Linked DNA regions of Mus musculus: regions 1 and 2 are each linked to region 3. Evidence: chromatin contacts called from public HiChIP or PLAC-seq and promoter capture Hi-C data. All regions are on one chromosome and are shown on one strand. The core of a region is the stretch at or near the end of the contact, and the rest is flanking DNA. Distances in the headings are between cores, read along the strand shown. Region 1 overlaps Pdia5 (protein disulfide isomerase associated 5). Region 2 has its middle 36 kb from the start of Gm25967. Region 3 holds the start of Sema5b (sema domain, seven thrombospondin repeats (type 1 and type 1-like), transmembrane domain (TM) and short cytoplasmic domain, (semaphorin) 5B).

What was found. Promoter capture Hi-C pulls out the DNA fragments that hold promoters and counts their contacts. HiChIP or PLAC-seq counts read pairs in DNA pulled down with a chosen protein or histone mark.
Region 1: a contact with region 3 is called in a promoter capture Hi-C map of liver, with 1.8 times the contacts expected there. The contact joins the enhancer-like site here to the promoter of Sema5b in region 3. A contact is called at or near these places in 9 of 39 promoter capture datasets (3T3-L1-derived adipocytes, the HPC-7 cell line, HPC-7-derived erythroid cells and 5 more), 6 of 484 Hi-C or Micro-C datasets (brown adipocytes, embryonic fibroblasts, hemogenic endothelial cells and 3 more), 3 of 115 datasets of contacts at active chromatin or transcription factors (embryonic stem cells, forebrain and neural tube) and 3 of 9 other capture datasets (adipose tissue, embryonic stem cells and liver).
Region 2: a contact with region 3 is called in an H3K4me3 HiChIP or PLAC-seq map of embryonic stem cells, with 24 read pairs. The contact joins the enhancer-like site here to the promoter of Sema5b in region 3. A contact is called at or near these places in 15 of 39 promoter capture datasets (the 3T3-L1 cell line, 3T3-L1-derived adipocytes, embryonic stem cells and 7 more), 1 of 15 datasets of contacts at CTCF or cohesin (the NIH/3T3 cell line), 4 of 484 Hi-C or Micro-C datasets (Sertoli cells, cerebellar granule neurons, cortical neurons and 1 more), 13 of 115 datasets of contacts at active chromatin or transcription factors (craniofacial prominence, embryonic forebrain, embryonic midbrain and 3 more) and 2 of 9 other capture datasets (adipose tissue and embryonic stem cells).

The regions. Positions count from the first base shown.
Region 1 is chr16:35,399,412-35,402,864 of GRCm38.p6, reverse strand. All of the region lies in intron 15 of Pdia5 (protein disulfide isomerase associated 5), which reads left to right. Among named protein-coding and RNA genes, the nearest start is that of Gm25079, 19 kb to the right of the region's middle. Within about 2 kb of position 1,379, at least 2 of the 459 cell types and tissues checked have an H3K27ac peak or open chromatin away from gene starts, as enhancers often do. A contact at or near this core is called in liver, where this site is marked.
Region 2 is chr16:35,684,074-35,687,572 of GRCm38.p6, reverse strand. No RefSeq gene overlaps it. Among named protein-coding and RNA genes, the nearest start is that of Gm25967, 36 kb to the left of the region's middle. Within about 2 kb of position 1,527, at least 5 of the 459 cell types and tissues checked have an H3K27ac peak or open chromatin away from gene starts, as enhancers often do. A contact at or near this core is called in 3T3-L1-derived adipocytes, where this site is marked.
Region 3 is chr16:35,539,248-35,542,645 of GRCm38.p6, reverse strand. It overlaps Sema5b (sema domain, seven thrombospondin repeats (type 1 and type 1-like), transmembrane domain (TM) and short cytoplasmic domain, (semaphorin) 5B), which reads right to left and starts at 1,284. Exons shown (of 22, transcript NM_013661.2): 1 at 1,044-1,284.

The DNA.
Region 1 (3,453 bases), core at 130-2,629, 140 kb after region 3:
TTCTCTAATTCAGGAAGCCAGGCTGGGAGCAGGCACAGATATGGGGAGTGAGGACCCATAGGACAAGATTCCTACTTCAACTCTGAGACCCTGCCCTGCACTCAGAGAATATGACTGTTCCGTAAAAGCCTGATAAGCCCTTGAGGTCCTCCTCCATCGTGGAGTGGGGGATAATAAGGACCACAAACTTTTTCTTTTGGGGGCCTGGCACTTGCCTGGTGGTTGCTTCTGCCCTGGGAGCTCCAATGATGTCTGCCATAGCCTGGCTGCTTACCTGACTGGGATAGTTGTCAATCCATCTCATCACACGTCTCCCCTGAGCTGGAGCACAAATGGCTCCAGGAAGACAGGAGAATGAGCAAAGTTGGTGGCCTTCTGTCCTAAGGCTACTCAAGTGCCCATGGGCTCTAGGGGGTCCTTGAAGGGATTCTGAGGCTTCAGTTAACGCCAGAGTTTGAACTGACTATTCCAGCACATATGGTGTGTGTGTGTGTGTGTGTGTGTGTGTGTGTGTGTATCATCTAAAGGACTAAGGTGACCAGAGACATCTTGGAGGGCCCATATATTACCATGATACCTGTTTTTTCTATTAGACCACTGCTAGGGCCTTCTGAAGCCAGGCTTGTCAAGTTCACACTAGGGATCCTAGGGCTAGCCTCCCTCTTCCTCTCCATTCACTGTGATGTTCATGGCCCCATTTCCTTCATGCACATATCCATCTTTTCTCCGTTGTCTGATATATGCTAGCTCTTTTCTGGGTTCACACCTTCATCCCATTCCCTCTGCCCCTCCTTCCACCCTTCTTTATTGCATGTCTTACTGTGCCTGACTGTCTTGTCTGACTGGGAAGCTGACCCACCTGAGGTTCCTAGAATACTCAGCAGCCATAGTCACAGCTCCCTGGGTCAGGGTGTGGCCCTGAAACTGAGGTGAGCAGTGCCCATTCTGTGCCCAAAGCAGGGTACCATACCGCATGGTTAAATCGACTAGATGGGAGATGCTTGCAAAAATTAGAGACTTGTAAGAGCTGGTCCTTACATCAGCTGTACACTGGTGTCTGGAAGCCATTGGCTCACCTCATTTGCTTTTACTTTGGAGGGACTATGGCCTGAAGAGGAGCTATGCCCCTTGGCCAAGGATAACCGGTCCTTGAGAACGAGGTCACCTGACTCCCCGTTCATTCTCGCACACTTGCGGCCACTTCTCAGCTGGAATTGTATTTTGTTTCCCACCTAACAGCCAGTCTCGGTTCCTTCCCCCAATCAATATGCAGTTGGATTTTCACTTCCATTTTCATAGCCAAAGTCAATATTAGCTCCTGCAGAGATTTATTTTACTGAATCAATAAAGCTGTGTGAGGCAGCTCATGTTTTAGCCAGGGAGCCCAAATCCCCTCCCAGGAGCTTAGCTGGGGACTTTTATCAGTTGACACGCTCGCTCGCTGGTGGAGAAGGGCTACAGGCTGTGAGTATTGAAATAGATGGTGTTATCCAATGGCCTGGAGGATGGGGCCGCCCACGGTGGAAGACAGGTGGACCGGAGCAGAGGCTAGGGTTGCTGAGCTGGCAATGAGGGCCTCACCTTTCACTCTAAGGTATGCCCAGCTTGGGCAAGGAGGATGAGCCAGTGAAAGTAAGGAGGTCATTCCAAGAGAAGTCATGGGGCTGTGGTGCCCTGCTCTGACTGACTCACATCACTGCTATAATCTGCACAGAACCTAGAGACCATTTGGCGCCCCTGTCCATCTGAAGCGTCCTTTGTCCTTGAACTCCCAAACATCTTGATGCTTTAGACCCCCATGAATGTTAGTCAGCTAAATGGCAGAATTGACTGAGCTTGGTGGAGACTTTTATCCCACAGTGAGCCATGTGATCCTCGCAGTCACTTGATGGAGTAGGTGTTATTCCATTCCTCATTTTCCTGGTGTGGAATATTATAGAGTCCATGACGGGGTTACATGAGATCCCCTAAACAAGTTCCTTTGCCATAAAGGAGCCAAGTCAGAATCTGGATCACAGCTTTGCCGGTTCAAATTTCCCAAAAGCGGGGCCTGTGCTGGCTGGGACCCGTGTGGGATGTTCTTGGGAGGAGTTCACAGGAGGTACCCCAGGAGGTTGAGAAAGTAAGATGAAAGGGAAAGAAGCCAAAGGAGGGATGCAATGAGCAGGTGACCACTGGGAGGCCTCCCAAGACGTGAGCCAGAGTTGTCCCACTCAAAGGTCCTGGAAACCAGGGACTTTGTCCTTGACCCTTTACTTGATATTATCCTTCGTTCTAGAACTTGAGGGCTTGGTGAAGCTTTCAGGTCAAGACTTTAGGTGTCAGAGCAAGTCCTTGGTTGAGGACCCTTAGGGTCACAGACACAGAGTCCAGGAATTCATATCATTTATGGGAGACAAGGCTAGAGCTCCATTGGGTAGAGTATTGTGGTAGTGTGGGGGTGTTGAGTGCAGGTGACCAGTGATGATCACAGGTAGGTCTTGAGGGGTTGGCTGTTCAGGCAGGTGAGGTGGGCAGCTCAGAGGACAGACTCTTCTTGAAGCGTCTCGGCCACGCGGCTCCTATAGAAGTGGAGCATGGATTCCCCCTTTGCAGCCAGACGCTGCATTCCATGTCCGTGGCTGACAGCTAGTGTGAGGGATTCGCAAGTATACATTTTTAATTTAATAGATTTATAAAAACCATACACTATACTTCCAACAGCTCCAGGGCACGTATACAAATGGAATCCATAATTTAAAGTGGATGCGGGGGTGTAGCGGCCTGGAGCAATTGTTCATCAAATCCTGAGCAGAGGTGCAGTGGACCCAGAGCTAGTGTCTGTGGAGTCAGACGTGCTTGTCCCAAAGAGGGGGAAAAAGAAACCTCTACACTTGGGCGACCACAGGAGCATATGCCTCGTGTTTCTATCTAATTAGAAATTGAGCCGGGGTCTCAGGCACCCACCGCGGCCAGCCACTAGCCCAAGCGAGTTGAGCTCATCATGGGTGCTGGTGAAGGTCAGGGTTAACCTCCTGGAAGGAGACAGATGTCCGTCTGTTTAGCCAGCCGCTGCCTGTGGGAACTCAGGGCAAGTGCCATCCAATCTTCTGATGTTTGTAGGGAAGCTCGAAGCCAAGTGTTTTATATTAAATCTTCTGGCTCCTTCCACATTGGCAGCTAATTCAAATTTATTTTCTTTTTAAGTTCTATGTGGGCCAAATAGTACGGGCCTTCGAGCCAGCTATGGATTATGTTCAGTGAGTTTGCAAACTTCGTTCCAAGTCTTGTTGTATAAAACAATCGGGCTGAAGATGCAAAGGGAAGCCTGAGGTGAAGAAGCATCTAGTGGCAGGATGGGGAGAGTGTTACACCCCCCCACGTTAGCCGTCAGTCTTGCAACTCATAAGAAGGTGGCCACTTGCTTAGGTGAGTGACCAGTAGCCATGACTGCTGTGGCCTGCGGGGCTCTTT
Region 2 (3,499 bases), core at 278-2,777, 140 kb before region 3:
CTTCTGTCTCAGAACAGAGATGTCCTTTTTGCCGTGTTTGCTCCGGTTTAACATCTCTCCACAAACCTCAGGAAACTGGGCTGCATTCAGTCATCTGGAATTGTCCTTCTGTGTAATTGGGGAAAGGTTACACTAATGAAGTTGATGCTGGCTTTCTCCGTTATGTGCTCATCAATATTCCTGCACCAGTAAGTTCTTTGTTATCTGAGTCCCGAAATGCATGGTGGTTCAAACTTTAATGTGTCTCTCCATAAGCTACTCTCATCTTAAAGCAGGACTGTGATCTTTCCATCCACTTTCTAACACAATGTAGACAGAACAGAACACTCTAAAGTCAGGCGTGGGGTTCATCACAGCTGATGTTAAATGCTGGAGGAGGCAGATCCCATAAAGGCTTCTAGAAGAAAGAAAAGCATCAGGTTGGCAGGCTCTGCATCCAGGAATTCAGCATATATTTGGCTCCTGCTATATGGTGGCCAGTGGGCTAAACACGGAGGGTGCACAGAGATGCCTCTGGCGTCTTGGCCCTTGCAGAGATTTGTATTCCAATAAGCCTATTCATAAAAACAAACAGACAAACCCTGTAACTGAAAACCAACAGGCACCCCAAAGGACTATTGGAAACCGTGTGACTCCTCTCCATCCCTGCCCTGGTTTCTATAGGAGATGTTTCTCTCTTGGGAAAATATATTCTAAATCCTATTTTCTTAAGCCGTTAAAAATCCATGCTTGTAACTAATCAATGTATGCGACCTTCGTGGAGTAAAAACTGCTCCCGGGTGGCCTTGGAAGGGAAAAGCAGAGAAATCTGTTTCCGTGGCTTGAAAAGAGGTGGAAGGTTTCGGGGGAACTCCAACAAGCTTCCAGAGAGCTCAGAGCTGCCAGTGCACAGCCAGGCATTGGATCAAGGCCAGAGGAGCCTTCTAGCAGAAGAAGCAGAGATGGAGGGAGGAGGCTCGTGAGCTGAGACCCCAGGGGACATCATTGAGCTAGAAGCCAGGTCCTAAGGGTTTGAGAAGAGCTCAGAGGTAGAGAGTATGCTTAGCATTTGTAAGGTTGTGGGTTCAATTCCCAGTAGCTTCACAAGTTAACAAAATAAACCATAAACCAGTCATGTAGATGTATTTGTTAGGATGTCTGCCCAGCCCAGGGAGAGTTTTGGAGGCGTGTGTTATGGTGAAAGCAGGCTCTGGAAAGCAGAGGCAAAATGTGGCTGGGTTTCCTCCCCACTTTTCTAAGCCATTCATCCCTTCTCTGTGCTCCTTGCTGCCTTGAAGCCCCTGACTCTGTATGGAAAGAACAGTCCCTTTCCACTGGGGCCCTGGTTCCATTCTAAGGACTGTTGCACAATATGTAGCAACCATGCTAGACTCCCTATGGATAGGATCTAAGCAAAACGAAGGGTCAGTACTATCCCAGAGGTTTGGTGTTCATCTCTCTATATTGGTTCCAGCTCTAAGACCTGATTTAGAATGGCAACATCCCGTTCTGTGTGCCTGGCGCAAACTTCACTGGTGCAGGGTGAAAGATGGTGCAATAGGAAATGAATGGGTGCAGAGAAGGAGCTTGGCCCCTGCCCTGTGGAGACTTGGTGCCCAGGGATCAAGTACACAGGTCCTGCCACTAATGGGTCTGTGTACTGAGGGATGTTTGTGGTGAATGTCTTTGATGGTGCACACAACTTTGAAATGTTCTATGTGTTTTAAATATTCTCACCATGAAAAGATTGTTCGATATTTTAATAAAAACATCTTTTTTTTGCACTTTGCTTTTGTAATATTTGTGGTTTCTAGATTTTTGTTTTCTGGCCAAGTATACTTTCATAAGGGAATGTTGACGGTTTGAGTTGTTTTATAGAAAACTATAGTTAATGTCAACTGTAGGCACTGATAAATATTGTTCACATGCAATTTTTCTTCCTTTCAGTTGGATTTTTTTTTTTTTTAAGGAACCGTGCCTTGGCAAAGCGCTTTCTTTAAAACGCTGCTTCATTTTACACCTTGTGAATATTGAAGATTCTGAAAACTAAGGGTGCATTTAAAATCCCTGCGCTGTTACATTGTGGAGATGGTGATGTGTACTGCTTTGCCAACGTGGTAATTAAATGTTCGATGGTTTCGAGTGCTCAGTTCAGAGCGGGGGTTCCGGTCATCGCTCACCGAGCCAAGCTTCCGAACAGGCCCCCCCCCCCCGCAACTTTGAAAAATGCACTTCGGGATGGCAACTCCCTGTTCGCTTAGGAAATATGGTCATGTTGACAGTATGGCTGTCTGCTCTGTGGATCTGCGTTCTGAAAGCACTTGCGATAACGTGGTCCACGAATGTTGTTTTTAACCAAACTCCAAATGGTAAGAGAAGTGGAGCCAAAGCTCCCTGAACATTCAGGCAGTAAGATGTGGTGGGAGAAACACAAACTGGGAACAGAGGAAGTGAGCGACTCCAGCTCCCCCACTGTGAGCCCCAGACTGGAGAATCCCTTCCTTTCTATCTTTAGGGCTCACCGGCCCTCGTCCACCAAGGAGTATAGTTAAAATCACAGAGGAAGATGATCACATTGACCTCAGATGTGTGCAGAGTGTCAGAATCAAAATGTCACCGTGTATGTCAAATCTTGACAGACAGCAGGGAAAGCCACTAAGAGAGGGTTCTCATGCATGCACATCCTGTAACAAGAACTATCAGAAGGCTGCCCAGGGGCCTGAAAGATGACTAGCAAGTGCAAACCTGCAAGGTGCTAGGCTGGAGTCTCAATAACCACAACAACCACACACACACAAATGCATGCACATACACACACACAAACACATACATGCATACATACAAACACACAAACACATTCACATACACATATACACACACAAACACATACATGCATAAATACAAACACACATGTATACACATATATATACACATACTTACACACACACAAATACATATACACACACAAATACATATACACAATACATACACACAAGCACATAAACATACATATATAGAAACACATACATACATGCATGCATGTACATACACACATGCACACACACACATACACATAAAGACACCCTACACATATACATTACACATGCATGACATACATATCACTTCAGAACATCCCGTTCTGTGCAATGCCTAACTGTTCAGCCTTGGATAGGGGCCACCCTTGCTATTGATCCCCACAGCCAAGCAGGATTTTTTTCCCCAGAAGAATTGATGCAGTCTTCCTGATTTACCTTCAAACGGTCCCTCTTCCCTGTACCTCCTGGAGTCTGCCCACAGGGCTTGTCTACTCCCATCACAGTGCTCGTTCTGGATCTTGAGTCTGCTCATAAGGCTCGGTGTATTAACCCCACAGAGTTCGCTCCTGAGCGAGCGAGTGCTCCGTTCTGGAGGAGGAGACTCCTCCTTCACCTACGCTCCTGTCACGTGGGTTTTGGGATGGCGGAGTAGTGGCCACAAAGCATCTGAAAGTGTGCTTCTCTCTCCCTCTCCCTCTCCCTCT
Region 3 (3,398 bases), core at 35-2,534:
GGCGCAACGGGGCGAGACGACTCAGAACCGGGCCCCGGTAAAGCAACCAGAAGGGATGAGATCGGCGCTTCAGGTGGTCGTCTGGTTCTTTAAAGTTTGAGGCCCGCAACGGAGCCCACATCGTTCTGCCGATCCTCTTCACCTTCGCTTTTTCTCCGCGGGTCCTGCTGCTACTTCTGTCTCCGCTCCCGCCGGCTCGGGTCCCCGGATCCCCTTTCCTGTTCGCATCCCTCCTTGTGCCCAAGCGCAACCCCCCCCCCCATCCCTCCCTCCGCGCTGGATCTCCCGCACGACGTGAGCGGAAAGTGAATGGGCAGCCCCAATCACAAAGACAAATTACCATGAGAAAAATAAATCAGGAAATCGCCCCTTTAGTCCCAGGTTCCCGCCGCCGCACCCGCTTCACTGGCTGAGGCAGGAGCAAGGGGCCCCGGGCTGCTCCATCCAGGGCCTTAGAGGACACTGTGGGCTCCGAAGGGCCCAGTTAAGGCTGGAGTAGCCTAGGGGGTGGAGGGGTCTAGGAAGAATCAGGCGAGGGCCGGGTTGGTGGCGGCGGCATGGGGGACGTCCCTGCGCGGGAGATTTCACACTCTGGGCCGGCCACGCGTTCCCACGCGCCTCGCCGCCCGCACTCTTCCTCTGCCAGGTTTCCCCGCCCGCCCTCTGCTGAACCTCTGTCTCGGCCCAGTCTCCGTTCCTTTGCCCCCTCGCTCCCCCAGCCTTTCCCTGGTCAGTCCCCCTACTCCAGGCCCGCGATCTGGGTCTCCGCCGCGGCTGCAGCCTAGACGCGCTGATCGCAGCCCAGTGGAGCCAGAAGCCAGAGCGAGCGGGTGTCAGGAACGCAGCAGCTCCGGTGGCGCCCCAGCCGAGGTAGCCCCAGACAGCCCCGGGACCCGCGCTCCAGCCCCCTGAAGCCTCCCCAACGTGCCTCCAACTTACCAGCGCCCCCGGACTCCCACCCCTCTACCTATCCTAGTTGCTGAAGTTTGCAACTCACAGCCCCAGCTGGCGAGGGAAAAAGCTCCGGAAGCTCCCGGACTCACCTCCCGGCAGCACGCGCAGGTGCCGGGCTCCCCGCGGCCCTGGGCTCAGGGCGGTGCGGACCACAGCGACGAACCCGAGGGCTGGTGGCCGGTCTGGGAATGGGGCGGCCGAACAGCAAGGCTCCGGACTACGGGTTCAGCGCTCCGCCGCAGTCTCCGACTCCTGTCGGGCCCGGCTGCGCTCCGGCTGCTCCAACAGCCGCTGGATGCGCGGCCGACCGGCGGGGCTCGGCGGAGCTGGGCTCCAGCACCAACCCCCGCGCTCCAACTAGCTCCAGACCCCGCGCGCCGGAGCGAGCCGGGAGGAGGAGAGTGAGGGAGCAGGCGGTGGGGTGGGGGGGAGGCGTGGGGGAGGAGTTGGAAGCCAGAGGAGAGAAGGAGGGGAGCGGGGGAGAAAAGGAGGAGGGGGATGGAGAGGACCTGCGACTGCTGGCGCTTCACCCGCCAGCCCGGAGGAGAGCGGGAGAGCGCGAGGGGGCGCCCTGCATCCCGATTTCGCCCCCTAGCAGAACTCCGGCCCCTAGCTTGCGAGCTATGGGGATGGGTGGACAGAAGCTGCCTCTGTCCTAGGTCTCTAGCCTTTGCCATCTTTTGCTAGGTTTTACCTTACCGTTCTCTGCCATCCCCATCTCAAACCGACCCCAACTTGGAGCCTGAGAAAGCTCTCCCCCCAACACACACCCTGGGGTCCCCAATACCCCAGCCCCTTTAGCTGTGTAGAAACATTTTTCTGCCTGTGGATTTGAAATATGAATGAGAAAAGGACCGCGTACTAAACCCGGGAGATTGTAATCAACTCCAGCAACAGCGAGATGCTAAGCTGCTGGGCTGGACCGAAAAGCCAGAGCTGACCGGTTGCTAGTTAACCTCACAAGCTACAAGATCTTGGGTGAATCTCTCTAAGTCTCAGTTTCCTCGGCTGTAAATTGACGTTAGTGATGTGCACCCTACCGAACCTCGTATGAAGAACCAGCAGGGGATCCAGGGAGTGAAATGGCTTCAGGAACACTGGGAGGGTATCCAAAGAATGTTCAATCCTAGAGGAACGGAGTAATGTCCGCAGCAGAGGGACCCTTAGCGCAGCCACACCAAGCTAGGTGGGATTGTTTCCAAGTTAAGTGATCTAGTGTCGACAGAGAAAGTCGAGGAGCGCAAGCTTCAAATCCTAGATGCTAGGGCTACAAGCACGGATGGAAAGGGAGCCCTCTGCTGAACAGAAGAGGTACTTTAATTATAAAATAAGGTGAGCTAAGGAAGTGAAAAAGTGGGAAAGACAAAGGACCTGAACAATCAAAACAAGAGAAGTGTGCTTCTAAGAGAAAACCAGAGAAAACCGCCAAATAATGCTTTAGGGGAATAAAAACGCTAAGAGTCTCTCTGGAATGCTTTGGAGAATTAGAACCGATTCCAGGTGAAGCACTTCGTGTTACAAAATGAAACCTCGGAAAAATGCAGAAGGATGGAGATAGTGATGGAGGCGGTAGGAGTCCCAGGATGCAGGCAGTAGGAATCCCGGGATGCTTCCCTCCAGTACCTCCAGGGTAGTGGAACAGAAAGGGTGTGCTCTAAGGAAGCCCTTTATGAGGTGCTGTGAAAAGGGAAACAGTACCAGACCTCAGAGAGATAGTCTTTCTAGGGCAACAGAAAAATGCTGAAGCTCGTAATGTGCTGCATAAAGAAGAACTCACAAAGATAAAACCTATTCTGGACCCAAAGAGAGATGCAAAGATGGGGATGGGGAGAAAGCGTCGTCTGAGCACAGACACATCTAAGCCGGGGGTCAGCTCTGAAGAAGCAGTATGCGCTACACAGACCAAGAGATCTGGAGAGTAGAAGCCAGTTTCTAGAATCTCTGGACCTCTTCCATGCTATACACACTGGCCCAACCCTCCCCCACACTCCCAATCCCTAGAGGATTGTTTTTACCATGGCAAAGATACAAAGATGTGGAATATAAAACATCTTTTTTAAAGATTTCTTTTCATTCTATATGTTGGCTTGTGTGTCTGTGTGAGTGTATGCCATGTGTGTTCTGGTGCCCGTGGAGACAAGAAGAAGACATTGGATCCCCTGGATCTGCAGTTGTGAGTCCCCTGGTGTGGATGCCGGGAATCATACTGAGGTCCTCTGCAAGAACAGCAAGAGAACTGCTGAGCCATCTCTCCAAGCCCTAGAAGCACCGTTTGATTAAACCAAAACCATAATGTTCCATAAGCTGCACGAAGTGAGGGGAGGCTGTTTGGCTGGCTGGGAAAATAGGCAAATGCCTTCTGGATGATTCTGCGGGCCACCACTGTCTCTTGGAAAGCCTCCGTCCTTCACACCGTCTTCCCACCGCCTTTCCCACACCCCTTC